Regions from separate parts of the Mus musculus genome. Here all the other regions are linked to region 2. The links are chromatin contacts, called in public HiChIP or PLAC-seq and promoter capture Hi-C maps. All regions are on one chromosome and are shown on one strand. Each heading gives the region's core, a stretch centred on a gene start, on an enhancer-like site or on the middle of the called end of the contact. The rest is flanking DNA. Distances are from core to core; before and after follow the strand shown. Region 1 overlaps Igf2bp2 (insulin-like growth factor 2 mRNA binding protein 2). Region 2 has its middle 21 kb from the start of 1300002E11Rik. Region 3 holds the start of Vps8 (VPS8 CORVET complex subunit).

Region 1 (2,700 bases), core at 67-2,566, 280 kb before region 2:
TGGGTTGTCACCTGTATGTTAGGTGCTCTTTTTTTTTTTTTTTGGTTTTTTGTGACAGGATTTCTCTGTGTAGCCCTGGCTGTCCTGGAACTCGCTCTGTAGACCAGGCTGGCCTCGAACTCAGAAATCCTCCTGCCTCTACCTCCCAAGTGCTGGGATTAAAGGTGTGTGCCACCATGCCCGGCCCTAGGTGTCCATTTTATGGGAGCCTTGTGAGGGTGCTGCCCCCTTGCCCCAGCTTCATGTCTCTTCAGGCCTGGTTTTCTGATTTAACTTTAACACACCATGTGCTCATACACTTTAGTAACTCTGTAGAGGTGTGCCCTTCTATAAGGGGCAGCCATTGTCAGTGTACTGTGTGGCTGTGCTAGGCAGGTGAGGCCCTTCACATGTCTGAGAAAATGTTCTTGACAAAATCCTCCGAATTGGTTATAAATCACATTTTTATCTAGGAAGTTACCCCTAATTAATGTTCCTCAGTTTAAAGGCAGTAGATATATTTGAAATTTGGAGAAAACAAATTCAGTTGTTGTTGTTTTTAAAGCAATTTTTATTCTGTCTTACCATAGTCTGCTCATCTATTTTTCAAAAAGATTCTCTGGGATTTTTTTTTAATTAGGTATTTTCTTCATTTACATTTCAAATGCTATCTCAAAAGCCCCCCATCCCCTGATTTTTTTTGTTTTTTAAAGGTGAATTTAAATCCCTATATTTGTCTTGGTGCTAGGAGACTGATCCCAAGGCCTTGATCATACCAGGCAGTCTGGAGCTGTTCAGTCTCAGGAGATTTTTATGCATTCAAATTGTGTAACTTGAGCTCTAGAAGCTAATTAAAAAAAAAAATCAAGCCGGGCAGTGGTGGCGCACGCCTATAATCCCAGCACTTGGGAGGCAGAGGCAGGCGGATTTCTGAGTTCGAGGCCAGCCTGGTCACAGAGTGAGTTCCAGGACAGCCAGGGCTACACAGAGAAAACCTGTCTCAAAAAACCTAAAATAAATAAATAAATAAATAAATAAATAAATAAATAAATAAATCAATCAATCAATCAATCAATCAATCAACATGCTCTTTTCATTGCTATAATAGATACCTGATGCAGCTAAGTTTATAAAGATTAAAGGTTACTTACCATACAGATTCAATTTGGGTCTGTAGCAGCTGGGTTCTAGTGAGAACTTCAGCACATGAGAATGGTATTGAAGGGAGTTGCACCACCAACCATGTGATTATGTTTTGGAAAAGGAGTGTATGAGCTGAGCTGCCAAAGTTGTCACAAGGAAATGCCTCACTTCCCCAGTTACCCAAGGACCTTCTACTGGGCCTCACTTCCAAAGGTTCCCTTGCCTCTGTGTAAGTGTGTGCTCTGCCTCCCACCCTGTTGGACCGACCAGTCTGTAATCATAAGAGATCCCTGGAGATTCCCAAGCCACAGCATCCTCTGAGATGTCAGAGATGGTCTTTGATGGGTATCTCCCCCTGGCCTTCCAGATGTGCTGCTTGTGTTGCCTTGATAACAGACTGCTCTTGCACTTTCTCTGTGGCCAAGGCTAGCCTCAGACGTGGGGTCTTTCTCCCTTGGGTTCCAGAGAACTGAGATTACAGGTGTTTGCCCCTCCTCACTCCCTCCATGAGAGATCCCTATGTGGCTCATTATAATAAAGAGCCTTTAAAGTGTTCTCCTCCCTGTTCTTCTGGAGCACATCTCCCATGCGTCCTGGGTTTTTGCTGGTCTTTCCCCAGATCTCTCCCTTGTGTGACAGGGGAAACTCAGAGAACTAAGCACAGGGACAGAGTGCTTCCTCCACGTGGCCGTGCCACAGAGAAGGTGGCCCACCAATGGTTAGCACAGGCCCACCCCAGCTTTCCCTGGCTGCCCTTTGCCTTTGCAAAGAGTCTGGTAGGTACCCAGTGGTATTTGTTACATGGATTGGCAACACTTTTAGTTAAAACTTGAAGGTCATCTGTTCTGCAAAATCATTCACAGTGCTGTTAGCCTCTGGTAGGAATATTGGATCGGATTGTTCAGGACACCAACCCACGGTGTGGTGAGATGGAACCTCTTCACTAGACACGATCTGATTGGCTGATGAGAGGAGCTCACAAGGCGGAGTAATGGTTTGCTTTGCATGGCCTTCCTACTGCCTTGGGGGTTAGGACTCCATCGAGAATTCATGTCATAGTCGCCGTCACGACTATAATGAAAACGACTGAGGGCATAGTTTCTTCTTTGGGGGTAAAATGGTATTGGCTCATTGTTTATAGTGTGGAGTTGGGAGAAAGAGGCTTGTTTAAAATAGCCACTGTCATCAACAAAGTGGAGTGTCACCTCTTGGCAGCAGGTACTCCCGTGGCTGCAGACAGCTGAACACGGCTATGGTCTTGCCTTCTGGGCTGAGGAAAGGTGAGAAGATAACAGAGTTGGTGCAGGGCAGATCCAGGGATGGCATAGAGAAATCCCTGGGTCTGATGCTGATGATGTGTGCTTCCTGTGACTGGTGAGCTCGTCCAGGTGCCACAGTAGGCCATCCTCATACATTCAGATTAGAACTTTGGTTCTTTATGGTTTTTATCTGAACTCACTGCCGCATGCAAATATTTGTTTGTATCCTGATTAGTCGTAATTGTAGATTTGAAGTCGGAGCCCACATAAAGGTCACTTTTCTAGAAATCGCTTTTCTTTAGTTTTTCTTTTCTTTTTT
Region 2 (2,700 bases), core at 17-2,516:
GACTCTTAACTGTGACTGTGCTTTGTCAGGCATGACATCGCACTAACTGCTGGCTGTCTTGACGACCAGCTGTCTTTCTTGCTCAGGTTCTCAGTGGTCCTACTGCCTCCAGTTTACTGACGAACAATGGATGGGGTACTAACTCCACAAGCACAGGCAACTCTGATCTTTCAAATAAAGGTAAGATTAACAAAGGAATAATTGGGACAGAGAAGAAAAAAAATAGGTAATCAAATCATCTTCTCTCCAAGGTTTTTTATCTCTATGTCTACTCACCTATTCTCAGCTTCTTGGTTAAAAATAAAATAAAATTTGAAATTCAAAATGTGTAATTGTTTCCTAAAATCCTTGCAGTCTTCAGCGGTAGACATATTTTATGTCAGTGAGCTGGCCAATGGCTGGTAACCTTAGGAAACCCAATGGGAGCCCAGCACCACCAAGACTGAGGGGCAGCATCAGATGCTGGGTGGACACGGGGACCTAAGAGTTAAATAAAGCAACATGGCAGTTAATCAGCTGGGTAATGAAGCGCTCACAAAAGCCCAAAGGAGCATCTGGCAGCTCAGCCACGGCCATTCCTGGAGAGCAGAGCCCTCACCCATCTCACGTGCCCTGCTCTGTCCCTCTCCATCGTTTCCTGCTAATTCCCTTTACGGTCAGCCATCCATAGGTAAGTTCCTGGTTCTGTGTGAACCCTAGCAAACCTAATGGATCCGAGGAGGGATCTGTGGCAATGACAAGCTGCAGCTGCTCGGCTGAGCAATCTGGAGCTGGCAGCTGTATCTGAAATATATGATGCTGGTCTCTATGAGCTGAGACCGCAGACACTTTCACACGGATGTAAAAAGCATTTTATTTCCCCTGATACGTGTCCTTTTCCAGGGCCAGCCCAGCTATGCTCACCTGAGTCATACCCAATTTATAGTGTAACACACATCTGAAGGGCTCACTTTCTTGTAGGACTGCATATTTGGATGCCATAGAGCTCCACAGGCAGCCAGGCACCTGACATGTAGCTGAGTGTACACTTCCCAGCACGGCTGGAAATGTAAAATACATAGTTTCTTCCTTGTGGGGAGAAGGGAAAAGAAGAAAGTATGTCTAACTTCCCGTCTTTTCAGAAGCTTTAAGTGACTGTTTCTATCAAGCCTGACTTGGAAGTGCTGAGATAATGTGGGATTTTTGGATGCCTGGATAGTGCTGAGTATGCAGTACCAAGAATAGACACCAGAGGGAGGAAGAAGCCCTTACAAGTTCCTGGAAAAGTGTTCCAATTATGGAATTACATAAACCCACAGTCCAGAGACCACGCACCCATAAAAGACTTGAGAGGTTCAACTATCTCGGCTGATGGGTGAATATCCACTCTGTATGAATCTAGTCCGTAAATGACTGGGAGAAGAGGCTGCAGGTCTATTCTCTTGGTACGTCTAACAGGAAACAAATACGAGGAACTGTCACAGGAAGCACAGAAATGAAACCTACCCAGACATGGCAGCTCCCTTGTGTAAACTCAACAAGTGGGCAAGCTCAGGCAGGACTGCCATAAGCACGAAGCCAGCCTGGTCTACAGAGTAAGACTTTGTGCAAACCAAAACTAACAACGAAACAAACAATCCGGGTATACACCAAAGCTGAAGAATTCAGAGAAAGAACAGAAAGAAATTGTATTAAAGAAACTGAAGGCACTGTAAGACACAACACAAATAGCCAGTGAAATCACAGAAGTAATACAGGAACAAGAGAATACCAACAGGGTGTCAGAAATCACATAAAAGAACCAAAGGAAAAAAATACACAACTGGAGAACTCAGTAACTGAGCTGAAAAACTCAATGGGTTTTCAACATTACATTTGATCAAATAACTCAGTAAACTCGAAGACAGACGATTTAAGATCATGAAGTAGAAGGGACAGAAGGAAACGTGACAGTCGAGGGCCTGAGACACTGTTAAGATGGCCAACACACACAGAGTTACAGTGTAAGAGAGGGACAGTGTAAGGTGGCAGACATCGCTCACGTCCCCAGTCCTGCTGACTGAGTGAAGGGAAGCAGGCCTCTACATCCTCATTACCTCTCTATTTACCGCGTATGAAGAGGTATGTATGTGCTATGATACACATGTGACAATATTACAGAACAACTCTCCTCCACCTAGGTTCTGGGGACTGATTGCGTTATAAGGCTTTGCAGCCAGAACCTTTACCCACTGAGCTATCTCGCCGCCCCTGCATATCTAAATTTAATGAGGTCAAAGTGTTCTGACTAATGAGCCCAAAGAAGTCCACAGAAAGAAATATAACTGAACTGTCAAAAGTCAAAGAAAAACTTGTGTCAAGAGAAAATCAATCTGTCACATACACAAGAGCTCCTAAACATGGTCAGTGGATTTCCCTGCAGAAGCTTTATAGACCAGAGGCACCGGAAAGATGAACCCAAAAGCGCTATAGCAAGCAGAACCTTCCTAGATAAAGCCTACACACGGTGGGGGAAGGGAGGCTAAGGGGTTATACAGTAGGCTAACCTAGACTTCACTAAGAAAGTGACTTGAGTCAAGGCCTGAAAGAGTAAAGGAAGTGGCATGTGGAATGAGGGAGGGACATCCCAAGAACAGGAAACAACACCAAAGGGGTCTCTCCAAACACAAAGCAGGGACAGCAGCAGAAGCAAGTGAATCAGGACAGAGAAGAAGTCGCATT
Region 3 (2,700 bases), core at 29-2,528, 390 kb after region 2:
ATATAGGGCCAGAGTTTGGTTCCCAGCACCAACACGGGGTAGCTCACAACAGCTCGTAACTCCAGCTCTAGGGCCTTACTTCTCCTATCCCAATGGCTAAAATGTTTATGGACTAGTGGGGATAACACTAAGAGTCACTAAGAAACCCCCAAATTCTGGAAGACAGAATGCACTCAACGACTGCCAACAGTCCAATTACAAAAGAAACATATAAAGAAAAAAAAATCAGCACCTTATTCTGTTAGAGGTCTGTAAAGAATTTTCTCACATAACTCAGTCACTTCCCGCATACAAGGCTCAACAGTTCAAACAAAACTGCTCCATTTATCTTTATTGTGTATTCTACAGACCAGGTCAGCTAGTGCTAGAGGAGTCAATACTTTTCTGCTTAGATGTCAACGTGAGCAAACCCATGACTTAAACACATGTGGGTTCCCCCATCCTCAATCTATATTGGAAGCACTTCAAACACAGAAGTGTAACATAAACCCACACACAACGATGTGCAATTTTCTCCCAAACAGAGACACCTGGAACAGAGTTAGCGGCACTAGCCAACATCTGTGCTTACGTTACTTGGGCTTTTTGGGGGGGGTTAGGGGGTGGGGTGTCCAGTAGAGTGGGCAGTACAGTAACAAGCATTCTGGCAAATAGAGCCCCGCCTACTTATGAGAAGGCTCCAGCAGCTACTCCGGATAAGCCAGTACAATCCTTCCATTGAAACATGTCCACTTAGTACACCCAAACTCTGGATTGCCGCGTGCCTCTGTCCCCCGAGTGCCACACCTAGACAACAAGCCAAGGCACAGGGGTGCCCCCCACCTTGCGGCCCTCGGATTGGGGCACACCTGGCAGGAGGCGAGGAGGAAGCGGCAGCACGGGCTGCACGTCAGTCGGACCGGGTGAGAACCTCCACGCCGTGCGGCGGGCGTGGGAGGGACAGCACCCACCTCCCGGCCGCAGTCCGGGCGTGAGCGCGCCAGTCCGGTATCCCCGCAGGCGGCCGGACCCGGGTGGAAACTGCTAACCTAGTGCGAAGTCAGACTCCTGAGCCAGCCCGCGGTGGCCACAGGGTCTGCGGGAGCCACTGGGGCGCAGCTCCGTCTGCGCACCCCTGCCGCGCCGGCCCGCACCCGCCGCCCCGCCCCACCCGTTCGGAATACGTGTTACCTGAGCCGGCGTCTGCCTTGACGGGACCCCAGCACACGTGACCCCGCGGAGGCCAGCCCACGCACGCGCAGTCTCGGCAGCTGGCGGGCGCGCTTCCGCTCTCTTCCCCAGAGACGCCCTGCACTGGGCGGTGCGAGCCTCTGCGTCACGCCCTCCTTAAAGGGAGACTCTGTCCGGCCTCCAGGGACGCTCAAGGAGCCCTGGCATCTGAGCCGGAGGAGTCTAGCAAATAGAGGTCCTCAGATTAAAAGGAACGTCCCTTTCAATCAGCTCACCTGAACTTCCATAAACTCACCCCAAAACGAGGTGTCAAGGATCGTCCAGCCATCAGGCGCGCAGGAGCCTGAGGCAGAAGGAGCATATTGAGTTCAAACTAGTCTGGGATACCGACACAGACCTGTCTCAGATTCGACAAATAGATAAATGGATGGATGGATACACAGTGCAGGGTTAGGAGTGGATATGGAATTCGTTTCGTTGGATTTGGTAGTGTCCACTAATTCGTTTTCTTTTGAAAGGTGAACACAGAATTGCTGGGTTTTGGTGGGTAATTTTGGGGGGAAGGGGAAACATTGTTTTTGCAAATAAGGATGGATACTGAAAACTTCTTTTCCAAATTATCATTTTTAGTTGTCATTGTTCCATCAAAAAATAATAGAGTGGGTCACATTATTAAATAGAGAAGGCATCTTTTTTTTCCCTAATATGCTACTGGAAAAAGCTATTTCAGGATAGTTTGGCGTTTACAATTGCCACTATATGGTATCATTAACCCAAGGAGGCAGATAACATAGTTGTTGGACTTGTCTGTGAGGGAGAAATGAGGAGGGAGAGTGTGGGAAGATACCTCAGGAGGAGTTACATTGAGTATCAACCAGGCTCACTGTAGGTCTGTCCTGTAAGTACATTAGGACTGTCAGTAAAGGCCAGCTGATCACAGTGACATAAAGAAACTATAGGGCTGTCATTTTTAGGGTCACGGATGAAGGAAAATAATCAACACCTTAGCTAAAAAAAAGGGGGGGGAGCAGGGAGTGAGGAGACTTCTGTAGGCAGGAGCCAGAGAGACTGCCTAACTGAGGGAACAGTGGGATTAGTTACAAGCCAAGGTGAGTTTAGGGACAAGTTGCTAGCCTGATGTGGCTAGGGTACAGGCAGTGGCTTCCAAACATCTTTAATAATCACTCACAGAAACACATTTCAGCCATGACTCTGTGTGTGTGAGTGTGTGTGTATGAGACACACACACACAGAGAAAGAGAGAGAGAGAGAGAGAGAGAGAGAGAGAGAGAGAGAGAGAGAGAGAGAGACCCGTCTAAAGTAGGTTAGACAGAATGGTGACACCAGAACCCTGAGCCCTGAGTGACAGAGAATTGTTAAAGTTCTGGGAAGAACGGAATTCAGCTGACACATTGGGGAATGGGGCTATAGGACATGAAAAATGGGAAGATTGTTAATTGACATTTTCAAAATGTTTTACAGTCGTCACACACTTATTCTAGAGAACTTCAGAAAGCAAAGCCAAGTCTT

What was found. Promoter capture Hi-C pulls out the DNA fragments that hold promoters and counts their contacts. HiChIP or PLAC-seq counts read pairs in DNA pulled down with a chosen protein or histone mark.
Region 1: an H3K4me3 HiChIP or PLAC-seq map of bone marrow-derived macrophages shows a contact between it and region 2, with 5 times the contacts expected there. The contact joins two enhancer-like sites. A contact is called at or near these places in 1 of 484 Hi-C or Micro-C datasets (bone marrow-derived macrophages), 4 of 115 datasets of contacts at active chromatin or transcription factors (bone marrow-derived macrophages, cardiomyocytes, embryonic stem cells and 1 more) and 2 of 9 other capture datasets (adipose tissue and liver).
Region 3: a contact with region 2 is called in a promoter capture Hi-C map of pre-B cells, with 2.2 times the contacts expected there. The contact joins the promoter of Vps8 here to the enhancer-like site in region 2. A contact is called at or near these places in 4 of 39 promoter capture datasets (the C10 cell line, the SN4741 cell line, embryonic stem cells and 1 more).

The regions. Positions count from the first base shown.
Region 1 is chr16:22,094,532-22,097,231 of GRCm38.p6, reverse strand. The region is part of intron 2 of Igf2bp2 (insulin-like growth factor 2 mRNA binding protein 2); the gene reads left to right. Among named protein-coding and RNA genes, the nearest start is that of Igf2bp2, 67 kb to the left of the region's middle. Within about 2 kb of position 1,316, at least 10 of the 459 cell types and tissues checked have an H3K27ac peak or open chromatin away from gene starts, as enhancers often do. A contact at or near this core is called in bone marrow-derived macrophages, where this site is marked.
Region 2 is chr16:21,813,702-21,816,401 of GRCm38.p6, reverse strand. No RefSeq gene overlaps it. Among named protein-coding and RNA genes, the nearest start is that of 1300002E11Rik, 21 kb to the right of the region's middle. Within about 2 kb of position 1,266, at least 65 of the 459 cell types and tissues checked have an H3K27ac peak or open chromatin away from gene starts, as enhancers often do. A contact at or near this core is called in bone marrow-derived macrophages and pre-B cells, where this site is marked.
Region 3 is chr16:21,421,696-21,424,395 of GRCm38.p6, reverse strand. Vps8 (VPS8 CORVET complex subunit) reads right to left here and starts at 1,278. Exons shown (of 47, transcript NM_001285893.1): 1 at 1,171-1,278.